Linked DNA regions of Mus musculus: region 2 is linked to region 1. Evidence: chromatin contacts called from public HiChIP or PLAC-seq data. All regions are on one chromosome and are shown on one strand. Each heading gives the region's core, a stretch centred on a gene start, on an enhancer-like site or on the middle of the called end of the contact. The rest is flanking DNA. Distances are from core to core; before and after follow the strand shown.

Region 1 (6,156 bases), core at 1,572-4,071:
AGCACCATACAATTCAATTATACTCCACATAATCATGGCCCATCGCTCTCAAAATAGCCGATGACTTATTTGATTCCCTATAGCACTGTGTTCCCTGCTTTCTCCATCAGTGTTTCTGATACCTTATACAAAAATGCATTCAACAACTCCCATCCTCCTTCCTACAAAGTGTAAACAGCATAAAACGGCTGTTTCTCTGAGAACCTTCACTTTTAAATTTCTAGTTTGAAGCTGAATTACAAGACTGACATAGTACTCTATGACTTTAGCAATGAAGAAAAACTTCAGTGGACTCAACAAGTATAGCACAGGGAATAAGAGGCAAATCACCTTAATTTAAAAAAACAAACAAAAAGACAATTCTACACTGTAGCTCAGTAAGAGCTGGAACTCACTTTGTAGCCCAGGCTAGCTTCAAACTCAAGGCAATCTCAGCCTCCTAAGCTGGAATTACAGGTGTGAGCCACCACATTTGCTACAAGACATTTAAGATTTATTTTATGCTCAGTTATAGGAAGGATGGAGAGTGTGAATGACGTGAATGAGTGCAGGTGCCTGAGGAGCCCAAAAGTGGAAGTCAGATCATCAGACTATAAATTGATCTATACACTTTATCAATTAACTATCTTTGCCTCCGTTTCCTACCAATCTCTCTACAGGTAGTTATTTTTTCTGGTAGATGAAAGTCTGTTCATGAAGTTAGCATGAAAAACAGTCAGTTGGAGAACTACTGAACCTAACCTATGTGTTTCTCTCTTGAGTTACAGAAAAGCACTCCCCTGGACACTTCCCCAAGTAAATTAGGTAAGTGTTAGGAAAGTTGCTGTTTAAATTTGATTTTATAGCAGTTTCTCTTCTTTTATAAGTGAACTACTGAGTGCTGTGCCTCTCATTATATTACAATATATATCCATCAAATGGCCTATTTTCTTAACAAGAAATATTTTGTCATAAATGATAAGGCACGTGACTACAATAATCTAATAGAAAACAAGAATCCAAAAAAGACTTAGGTTTATTGTGGTAAAGAGTAAAATGCTGATGGACACTGTTCGCCTTAGTAATGTCTCCCAACAACGTACGATACATGTTCCCACAGGGTACCAGAACATTGTAAAATCCCTTGACTCTGACAATATTCCTTAGAAATGGAGGTACTTACGTAAAGAACAATTTCTATTTCATTTTTTAATATTTAGTAAAGACTGAAATAAAGCCAGGTGTGGTGGCACATGCCATTAACTCTAGCACTTGGGAGACAGAAGCAGGCCAGCCTGGTGGGCAGAGCGAGTTCTAAGATAGCCAGGGCTACACTGAGAAATCAGGTCTCGGAAAACAACAAAACCAAAGAAAAAGGGGGGGGGGGGGAGACAACAGTAAGTACACCTGAAAATAAAAAAATAAAATCGATCTTCAAGAAAGCCAGATCATGTCTAATCTCACACTTGGAAGGCTGAGACAGAAGAAGAATCGGAAAAATAGGGACATCCAGATAACTCAACAGAAAAAAGTGCTTATGTCACAAGTCTAATAACCAAAGTTTGATCCCAGCCATCCACAGTGGGAGAACCAAGTCCCAAAAGCTTTGACCTTTGACCTCAAAGAGGGAGGGAGTAATCTATCGTGTGTATGCCAGGCACACACACATAATGATTAAATAAACGCAAAATGTATCAAGGTCTATTGAAAAACAAGATGTAAGAGACAGTTGCACTTTAAACGCTTAAGCAATTTCATACAGTCATCTCCAACAGAACTGTTCACAGTTCGCTCAAAGCAATCAGCCACAACCACCTGCAACTATTACTCTGAGTCCAGGGCCTTTTCTTAACGGGTCAACTCAAAAATGAAAAATGGTACAAAGAGATCAAGCACAGGAGAGGGGGTTGAGGGGGGCAAGGAAAAGAAAAGGCTGATAGCACTTTTGAGGGGCTAAGAGTAATGAGACTCACTCCTTCATGGTTGGTTGCTATAGAATGAAGTTGTCTAAACACCAACATCTTCCTTCTTGTGTGTAAAAACCTCACTCACTCGCGCTCCCAATTTACCAACCCCAAGTCAACGCAAAGGGATTCTCTTCCCTCAGCGAATTCTACTCATCTGACCAAGAAAAGAACCAAAACCCTAGAGTGGCAATGTGAGATCTGCTGCAGTAGCCCCTCCAGCTACCTCCAAGGCGACATCCATGCCTCATTTTCCATCTGAAATACAACCTTTCCTCTTCTATCTAACCAGGTTCAAAATAATAAGATCATCTTAAACATTTTACATCCGATCCACCTTGGCCGCACCCCAACTCCAGGGCTCCCCAATAGCCCCACATCATGCCTCCCACCCTCGGCTCTCGGTGGGCCAGAAGCCCCCCACCTCCCACCTCCAGCAGCGATCCTTACCGCCAGCGCCTTCGCTCCCGCCCAATCCGGGAGCTCCGCAGGGCGCGGCCGCCGGTGGGCTCGGGTGCGCTGGGGCGGGGTCCGCCCTCCCGACCTCCCCATCCTCCTCCCCACCCCCGGCCCAAAAAGGAGGGGGAGGGGTCCCCAAGCCTCACCTACAGCTCCGCCCCTCCCCAGGGGCGCTCTGCCCTGCCCAGCCAGGGCCGGGAGCGCCGAGCCGGGTAGGAAACGACAAATGCCTCGGCGCCTGCGACCTCTGGGCAGATCGAGGTTCCGCCTGACGAGCGAGCCGCTGCCGACGCGGCCGCCTTACTCTCCTCAGGGCCGCCGCTGCTGCTGCGGTTGCTGCTACTGCTTCCCGGACAGCCTGCCGCCGACACTACCACAGCCGCCGCCGCCGCCGCCACCGCCACAGCACGACCGGCGCCCGCGACGTCACCACGCCCCGCCCCCCGCGCACACCTAGCCCCACCCCCTGTCGCCCGCGCGGCGCCCTCGCCCCGCCTCCCGCTCTCCCGGGCCGCTGGGCTTTCCCTCGTCCCACTGGGAAGCGCCCCGCTACGCCGCTCCACGGGACCGCGCGCCAGGATCGACAAGTGCGGCGCTCCGAGGCCGCGAAGGTAACTGGGTGCCGAGGCAGGGTTGCGCCACACGTAGCGCCGCCCCTCACACACACACCCACACCCACACCCACGGCCGAGCGTCCACCGGGAGCCCGGGCCGCGATATTGAGCGAGGAAGGTGCGGACGAGGAGGGGCGGCGTTTGTCTCCTCCTGCTTGCCGTAGGACGTGGACTGCTGGAAGCCCCAGGAGTGGAGTGGCCTTTCCCAAACCTGGAGTCGCCCCGCCCCTTCCTTGGCAAGCCCGTTACCCGAACCCTGGGACGGCCGCCACCTTAGGAAATAAATAGCTCAGGGCTTGTCATTAGAGCCACGGCTGCCTGGACACCCTTTGTCCAAGAGAAGTTAGCTTCTCTCACCCTTGGCTTTTGCGCTGTGAGGCTGTGGAAGGCAATAATACTCTTGAGTCATCTGGGCTGTCCAAGCGGTCATGGCAAAAGACCCTCGCCTCAGTAGGTGGCTTTTTTTGCAAGGATCATTCCAGGGAGGAAGAGTGTGGGCGGAACCTGATGTCCACATGCAGTGTACTGTGCCAAATGCTTCACCGCGTTACCTTTTTTATTTAGCCCTCACACCAAGCAAGGCGAACTACAAAGCAGCTGCTACCTTATTTTAGACAGCCCAGTTTTCTGCTGCTGAATTTCAACCTTTGCCTTTTGTCAAGAGCAAGCCAAAAAAAAAAAAAAAAAAAAAATACGGAGGTGGGGGCAACACATAGTTACTAATCTTAAAAATGTAGATAAGCTATCTCTAAGCCGAAAATCCAAGGGTGGTGTGAATTACACTCATCCCCATACTCACAGCGCTTATTAAGCTAATTTGAAATGCCTTTGAGATGAGAGGAGCTAAGACTCACCGGTTTACTCATCCCTAACCTCCCACCATCATAATTAACCGGCTTACACTCTTCCTAATCCCATTAACATCTTCCCCCATCCTGTAGTATTCACGTTCATCCACCAAACTATATTTTGTCCTTTCCAGATTCTCTAATTGTTCCCTTCCAAAATGCACTTGGGTCATTACAGCTCCTTGGGCACACTAAACTGATTCCCCTTCAGTACATCTAACATATGACAGCCAATTGTTAGAGAGTGTGCAGCTAAACGGGACTATTCAGCAGCCAGAAAAGAATCTTCAAAGATTTCGTTTCTGGGGCTGGGAAGATGACTTAGTGGATACGAGCATTTGCTCTACAAGCAGGAGAACCTAAGTTTGAATCCCCAGCACCCACATAAAACCCAGGCATGGCTTCAAGTATCTGTAACACCAGCACTGCAGAAGGAGGACAGATTGATCCCAAAAGATGAGCTTCTGATGCAGTGAAAGACCCTGTCTCAAGGCAACAAGGCAGAGGGCAATAGAGGAAGACACCTGATGTCATACTCTGGTTCCTTACACACACACACAGAGAGAGAGAGAGAGAGAGAGAGAGAGAGAGAGAGAGAGAGAGAGAGAGAGAGAAATTGAGAAATTGAGATTTCATTTCTTAGATATCTAGGTACTCACCCATTCAAGCCATTCTTTATGGGCTGTTTTTCCAGATACTTCTCTGTATAATAAGTAAAGAGGCGCTTGCCTTGCTATAGGTGTATGTGTCTCTGTTGGGGGTTTTGTTTATCTGTTCGATGCATGGTCCAGGATGTCCTGGAATTCACAACAGTAGCTGGTCCAGTCTCCCTAATGATGAGATTGCAAGCAAGTGACACTACACCTGGCACTCCCCGGGGGATTTGTATGTGCTTGGCACCTGGTCCCCTTCCTCTTCTCCAGTTTCTCTCTTTTGGGATGAAAATATCTGTCCTGTGTATGTCCCAGCTTTGTATCCTGGAAGTGTGTAACTGGTCTGCTTCTTAGCTAGAGAGGATTTTGCCTCAGGATGACCCATCTCCAGTATCACTCATATATAGTTTAGATAATATAAAGACAGAATGTCTTTTATCTGAAATGCTGGGACCATTCTGTTTTTCAATTTGGGGGTGGGAGAAGATAAAAGGATACACTTAAGGAGGTATCGAGGACAGAACCCAATTCAAAACACAAAGTTAATTTATTTCATGTATATCTTTATCAGCAAATATATCCTGAAAGGCACTTAATGCAAGTTTTTTTGGTTGTTGGTTTGATTTGGATTTGGTTTTTCAAGACAGGGTTTCTCTGTGTAGACCTGGCTATCCTGGAACTCACTGTTGTAGACTGGGCTAGCCCTGAACCCAGAGATCAGTCTGACTCTGCCTCCCAAGTGCTAGGATTAAAGGCATGCACTGCTACCACCTGGCTCATGCAGTAGTTTTAGTTTGTTCATAAAGCAGGAGTTTATAATGTGAAAATTTCCACTGGTGTACCATACTGGTGGTCAGGATTTTTCAGCTTTTGAAACATTCCACATTTTTTATTAAGAATATTTAACCTCAGCCGGGTGGTGGTGGCACACACCTTTAATCCCAGCACTTGGGAGGCAGAGACAGGGAGATTTCTGAGTTCGAGGCCAGCCTGGTCTACAAAGTGAGTTCCAGGACAGCCAGGGCTATACAGAGAAACCCTGTCTTGAACCTACCCCCCCCTCAAATAAATAAATAAATAAATTTAACCTCGCTTTGTTTTGTTTGTTTTTAATTTGGGGAAATGTTTATTAGGTGCCCCCCATGGGAACCTCACTGTATTACCTAGACTGGTCTTGAACCAGGCTCAAATGATACCCTATAAACCCTCAACCTCCTACATGCTGGCACTACAGACTTGTGACACCACACCCCATTTAACCTGTATTTAGTTAGATAAGATTTTGAATTTAGAGTTCATGTGGATGTAAATGGTCTCTTGGAATAAATAGAATGCATTTTTAAGTTGAGGCGGACATAAATCCGATGGCCTGGAGAACAGAGTTATATGGATTGAATTAAGTTTTTGAAATTGTAATCCTCAAAGATGCCATCTTCAGTCTGTGGTATGGCAGCACTAACCAACTAATAGAGACCCTAACAAAGAAGTTGAAAAGCCTGAATATAATGGCTCATATTTATAGCTCCAGCACTCTGATGGCCAAAATGTGAGCATGAAATCACCCTGCACTATGTAGTCTGCAAATAAAATAAAAAGAGGCTGAGAAGTACCTAAAGACGTGTGAAAGGGGAGCATGGAC
Region 2 (6,156 bases), core at 2,357-4,856, 250 kb after region 1:
CTGGAGTCTCTCACCTACTAGGCAAGCGTTCTACTATTGAACTACATCCCCAGTCCACAGTAATTTAAGAATATTTTTTATATTTTGTTGAAAGAGGGTCTCCTTTTATAACAGGCTGGACTTGAGCGTGTTCCTCTTGCTTCACTCTCTTAAGCTACTATCTACAAGCTGGAGCCTCCATGCCCAGCCTGCCTTAGAATTCTTACATGTCACATTTAAAAAATAATTTTTAAAGACACTGATTTTGTTTTTGGGTTTTGTTTTGTTTTGTTTTTTGGATACAGGGCTTCTCTGTGTAGCACTGTGTCCTGGAACTCACTCTGTAGACCAAGCTGATCTCAAACTCGCAGCCAGCCACCTGCCTCTGCCTTCCGGAGGGCCGAGAGCGTGGGGGCGCCGAGAGCGTGGGGGCACTGAGAGCGTGGAGGCGTGCACCACCATGACTTGCAGAACGTTGGGGTTTGTTTTTTTTACATTTTTTAAGATTAAAATATCCTGAGTTCAAAAGTTACCTTCCTGCCAGGCTTGGTGGCGCACGCCTTTAATCCCAGTACTCGGGAGGCAGAGGCAGGTGGATTTCTGAGTTCGAGGCCAGCCTGGTCTACAAAGTGAGTTCCAGGACAGCCAGGGCTATACAGAGAAACCCTGTCTCTAAAAACCAAAAAAAAAAAAAAAAAAAAAAGTTACCTTCCTACCTCAGCCTCAGTCTGGCTGGGACTATCGGTGTGTACTAGCATGCCATGCAAAGGGATATTCTTATTGTCTTCTGTAATTCTGCCTCTTTACAACCATATTTAATACTCCCACCCCCATGATTGCTTAAAGTTGGTATGAGGGTAAATTCAAGTGTGTTCAAACAAAAACCTTCCCCAAGAGAGTTTCCCTAAAAATCTTTCTTGAACTTCACCCTACAAAAATCACCCTAACAGTAAAAAAAAGATGAAACTTTTCCCACGTGGGGCAAATGTCCCTACAGCCAAATGTCAGAAGTGCCATTCACAAGTCTCAGGACCGTCCTTTACAACGTGAATGTCCCCAGAGAGTTTAACACAGTGTCAGCTCATGAGAGATCAGCAGTAGTCACACCCATAAAAATTAGACTTGAAAGATGTTTCTACTTAAGTGTACAGGGTTCGGCAGAATACAATTTGTCGGGCCACACCTGGTCTTGGTTTTAGAATCTCTGAGCGCCTGTTTTTGTTAATAAAGTTTTATTGGAATGCTACCACCGTCATTCACTCACTCACAGTGTAAGGCTGCTTTTTCCTCCTACAGAAGAAGTACGATGACCCCTGGCGCAGGGTCACCATGTGACCGAGAGATAAAACACTTTCCAAATCCTGCTTCTTGTTTCCTTCCACGTGATGCCTATGTGCTCCGGTAAGGTTCAGATCCAGGGCAAACCTGGCGACCCGAGCAGGTTCCTAACCAATCACAGCTGTTTCCTCTTACAGCCAATGAGCTCGTTACAAAGGAAATTTCTTTGGAAATTTATTCAGGTGCTTTTCTCTTTTGTATTTTCTTCTGGTTTCCCCTCTCCCCAGCCAGATGCATTTATGAAGTTAAAAGATAATGGAAATTGCCAAAACAGGAAGGCAAGGGGGGAGGAAATGGTTAATATTTTGTTTCTGATTCCCCAAATAAAAAGTTCTAGCTTTTAAAATTCTATAATAAACAAGAATAGCCATCTGCTGAATTAAAAAGAGAAGTTCTAGTAAGACTAGTTTCTTAAATATTATTTATTCTATAATTAAAACTTTTATTTTTCTTACTACTCCCAGCCCCCCACCCCCACCCGCTTGCCACAGCTTGGAGGAACTGCTTTGGCTGTCTATCAAGGGCCTAACGTGCATTGTCATGCTTGATTGGATCCTCTGACCCATCCACTTCACTGTTCCAAGACAATATTTTTGATGGGTTTTATCGCTAAAGAGGATTTTCAAGTTTCTCTATCTCTCCCTTTGAGTTATTATCCTAGAATTCCACAGAAGATGATGAGACAAAGACAAAAGAGCTGGGCTTCCCTTTGTCATCCTCAATTATGAGGGAAAGAAGGCAGAGGAAGGGAGAGCAGGCCTCGGGAGTGTGGAAGTGTCTCCTCTTTAAACTAAATGTGTGCTTTATGGAGATCCAGATTTCTGGGGTTCGAATCTTGGGTCAACCCTGAGCTCCTGCTTTGCCTCCTGGGCTTCAGTTTCTTCTGCTATAAAACAGTGGTAAGAATGGAAAGGAACTTCCAGAATGATTACGAAGAGCAGTGTATGCTAAGCACTGAGGATAGCGCCTATCAGACAGAATAGTGAACCTCTCCCACAGCCCTTATGTTGAAGATTTGGTCATCACCATGCTAATGGGAAGCAGTGGGGGTGGGTGGGAGCCAGCGGGAGGAAGCTAGGTTATTGGAGGGCCGGCTCTTGAAGGGGTATTAGAACCCTTCCTTCCCTCTCCCTTTTTCCATTTACTCCCTGCTGCCAGGAGGTGAACAGACTTCCTCTGTAACACATTCTTACATGATTTAGGCCTGCTGCTACCCACTCCAAAGAGCAGGGCCTGCCAACCAAGAACTGAAATCTCTGTACCCATGAACCAAAGGTGGATTGATTGTCCTAAGGATGTTGTCACGGTGACAGAAAGCTGACTGACACATATATAGCTGTGGGAGGTAGGGCATGATGGGTAATCTTGTTCACTTGACATAATTCTCAGGCATCATCTAACCCCACCCCCTCTCCTTTTCCCATGTGAGACTGGTAAGAATAAATGCCCAGCTCTGCCCTGCCCCATTCCCACCTCCCATTACCCTGAATGGAAATTCTCCCTGGCAGCCATCGTCTACCACACTCACAGACTCCCACCACAGCAGTTTGGATCTAAAACAGGTCTAGGAACAAGACAGAAGTGTTTTAGGTTCTAAGGTAAACAGAAGAAATAATCAGTTTCCAAAAAAAAAAAAAAAGTCTGACTGTCCTAGCTCTCTTTTATAAGTGAGGGGAATGCTGCTGGCCTGGTCAAGAGGATTTGAAGGTGCAGCGTCCCCTGTGCTCTCAAAGCTCTGTCCTGCTCAGAGAAGACGAAGGTACCAATTTGTATTACTGACCTTGTAGCTTTGCATCCTACCTGGTAAGCTACTCCCTCCTCTCTCCCTCTCTTAGGAACGGAGGGTACAAACAGAACGAGGGAGAGGAAGGGAGAAACCTCTGAACCTCATGTCTTGGGATTGGGCTGAAGCCATCCCACGATTGGTGACCTGACACCCTACTCTGAGCAACTAGTGTGCTGTGTGAAAACCCCGTTAGAGCTGTCCTCCGATTTCCTTGGTAAACATGCAGAATTATGTTTTCAGTAGCAAACCTAACTGCCTCAAAGCAGGCAGGCGCCAGTCACCTCAGATGGCCTGGCTGGGATTCGAGGGACAACTCAAAAGGCCACCTCTCAATATGCCACATGCGGGGCAGACACTCGCACACGTGTGCACCTCCCCCCAGGGGTTGAGGCCAAGCCAAGCATCCCACATCCACGGATGAATAGCTGGTCTGTCTTGCAGCAGCGCTTTCTCCCACCTCAGAAGAGCCATAAGCCCAGACTGCCCAGCTGAAAAATCCACGCAAACTGCAGACACTCGGAGGGTGGCGAGTGGCCCCAGGGCAGCAAGATGGAGTCAGACCGAGAAACCATCCACCTTCAAGTAAGTTCTGTGGGAAGCCAAGAGGGGTGGGGGGATCCTGGGAGCGGTTGTGAAGGTGGCATTGATAGCCATCCCAACCTCTACTCTCTCTCTCTTCCTCACCCCCTTCTCTGAACACACTGGCCTTTGCTCTTTAGTCCCATTTTGATACCCCTGGCTGGTTCCTCACATGTTGTTAGACGTGAAATTTCAATTCCTCTCAGCCTCTGCTTCCTCTAGTCAAAGAGCTAATAAGATCTGTGTTATCAGAAAATGATTTCATATTCTGTGCAGTGCTTTCCTCCAAGCCCTGGCACAGTGACTGCTACATGAGAGCTGCCCGGCTGGCTGTCCTCTTAGAGACAAGAAAATACAAAGCTGGGGTTTTAGAGAGAGTAAGAGAGGCAAGTGGCCAACTCTATATTTTTATAGGTTGGAAAAACCTAAACTTTTCTGAGACCTGAGTCTATAAGGCTCTCTTGTGTGGGACAGACAGTGTCTCATTCAGGCAACAGCAGCATGAAGTAGGCAACCACGTACTAGGAAGATAGTCAGGTGTCCTGCCCTTGGTGTTACAGGCCTGGAAGGCACTAGAAAAAATGGAAGGTTCTAGCAAGGGCAGAGAGCCAATCAGACAGAGTAGCATCAGCTGTAAATTGCATGTTAACTTTTCCAAGAGTCAGACAATTAAACGGCAGAAAAGGACTTTCTAAAAAATCCTTTTTAGATTTATTTTTGTGTTTATGAGTATTTTGCCTGTATCTGTATCTACGCCACATGCATGCCTGGTACCTGTGGAGATCGGAGGACAGTGCTGGGTTTTTAGGAACTGGAATTACTTATGGTCATGAACCACCACGTGGTTGCTGCGAACTGATGGAAATTGAACCCAGACCCTCTCTGCAAGAGCAACAAGTGCCCTGAACCACTGAGCCATCTTTCTAGCCCCCAGGAAAGGACTTTTAAGATCAAGAATGTTTGATACCAAAACATGATCTTTAGACTAAACACAAGCTCCCAAACTAGTATATGCTTGACCTGAGCTGGAGAGATTGGTCGGCTTCCTGCTCTTGTGGAAGATGTGTGAGTTTGCCATTTTGGACACTCAGGGCCTCCCACAGGCTCAGCACACACTCTGTCTCTCTGCTGCATCCTCTCTACTTTTGGAATGCATTTAGAGCAGGTTTAGGTTCATAGTACACTTAAAGGAACAGGGAACTCCCGAAAAAACCCTGCCCTTACACATGCAAAGTACATTCCCCAACTAGAACCTACCGTCCCTCCATCAAAGTGTCCACTGTGAGTCAGCACAAATCCACCCGTTTCCACCCCTACAGTACCACAGTTACTTCCCCCACCAACCCATTTACCCTTCCCAGGCCCTGACAATCACCAATCAGGTCTCTTCCAGGTTTACCTGTTCTAGTACCATCATATCATTGAGATTAAACAAATTAGACTTTTCAGTTTGGCTTCCCTCACTTAGCAACCTAAGATTTCGCCATGTCTTGACTGCTTATTTGTTTGTGTATGTATCTGGGGGAGTTCATATATGTATGTGGTTGCATGTGCACACATATGTGAGTGCGCAGAGAGGACTGAGGGCTGAGGACAATCTGTGATGTCATTTCTCTGGTGCTGCTCACTTTTTCTTTGGAACAGGGTCTCTTAATGGCTAGCCAGTTGGGACATGCCTCTTTCCATCTCCTCAATGCTGGGACTCTAAGCACACATCACCATGATAAGGTTTTGTTATTGTTCAAGTGAGTTCTGGGGATTGAACTCGGGTCTTTGTGCATGAGAGGCAAGCACTTTCCCCACTGAGCCATCTTGAAGCTCTAGCATAGCTCTTTTCAGGACTGGGTAACAGTCCAGTGCCTGGATTTGCTAGTTTATTCCTTTCTTTTTCTTTCCTTGTCCTTTATTCTATTCTTTCCCATCCCCTCCCCAACTGACCCCCACCCCAGCCGTTTCCTTTCTACATCGCCTAGGCTGGCCTTAAACGTTGGCAGTCCTTCTGCATAGGCTTCCTACGTTCTGGGAGGACAGACATGGGCCATCATAACTAACAGTTCATTTACCTTTAGATATTTTCATCAGCATACACTAATTGTATAAAATAGTGAGTTTCACTGTGAGATTACTACATGTATACAATAGGTTTTGATCATATTAACCCCCATTGCTCTCTGTATCTCGCTCTCCACAAAACATACACACACACACACACACACACACACACACATACACACACACTAGCTTCCTTCCTCTTTCCAAACACAATTGACTGTATTTGTATGTATTTATTTGTGGGCTCCACTGCCCCACTGATCTGTTCTATTGCCAATAGTATATTGTCTCCCTCTCTATAGATTTATAGTGACTCTTGAGTTTCCTTGATATAAGTCTCTCTCTTGTTTTCTTCCAACATTATATAATTAGCTGGTCTAGACCTAGGTGTTTGCCTCTACCTATACACTGTAGGCATATTG

Evidence for each region. HiChIP or PLAC-seq counts read pairs in DNA pulled down with a chosen protein or histone mark.
Region 2: an H3K27ac HiChIP or PLAC-seq map of embryonic stem cells shows a contact between it and region 1, with 5 read pairs. The contact joins the promoter of Ninj2 here to the promoter of Erc1 in region 1. A contact is called at or near these places in 2 of 39 promoter capture datasets (fetal liver and hematopoietic stem and progenitor cells) and 3 of 115 datasets of contacts at active chromatin or transcription factors (embryonic stem cells and memory CD8 T cells).

The regions. Positions count from the first base shown.
Region 1 is chr6:119,845,329-119,851,484 of GRCm38.p6, forward strand. It overlaps Erc1 (ELKS/RAB6-interacting/CAST family member 1), which reads right to left and starts at 2,822. Exons shown (of 21, transcript NM_053204.2): 1 at 2,549-2,822. 3110021A11Rik (RIKEN cDNA 3110021A11 gene) reads left to right here and starts at 2,865. Exons shown (of 1, transcript NR_030776.1): 1 at 2,865-3,701.
Region 2 is chr6:120,089,774-120,095,929 of GRCm38.p6, forward strand. It overlaps Ninj2 (ninjurin 2), which reads left to right and starts at 3,607. Exons shown (of 4, transcript NM_016718.2): 1 at 3,607-3,685. The coding sequence starts at 3,653.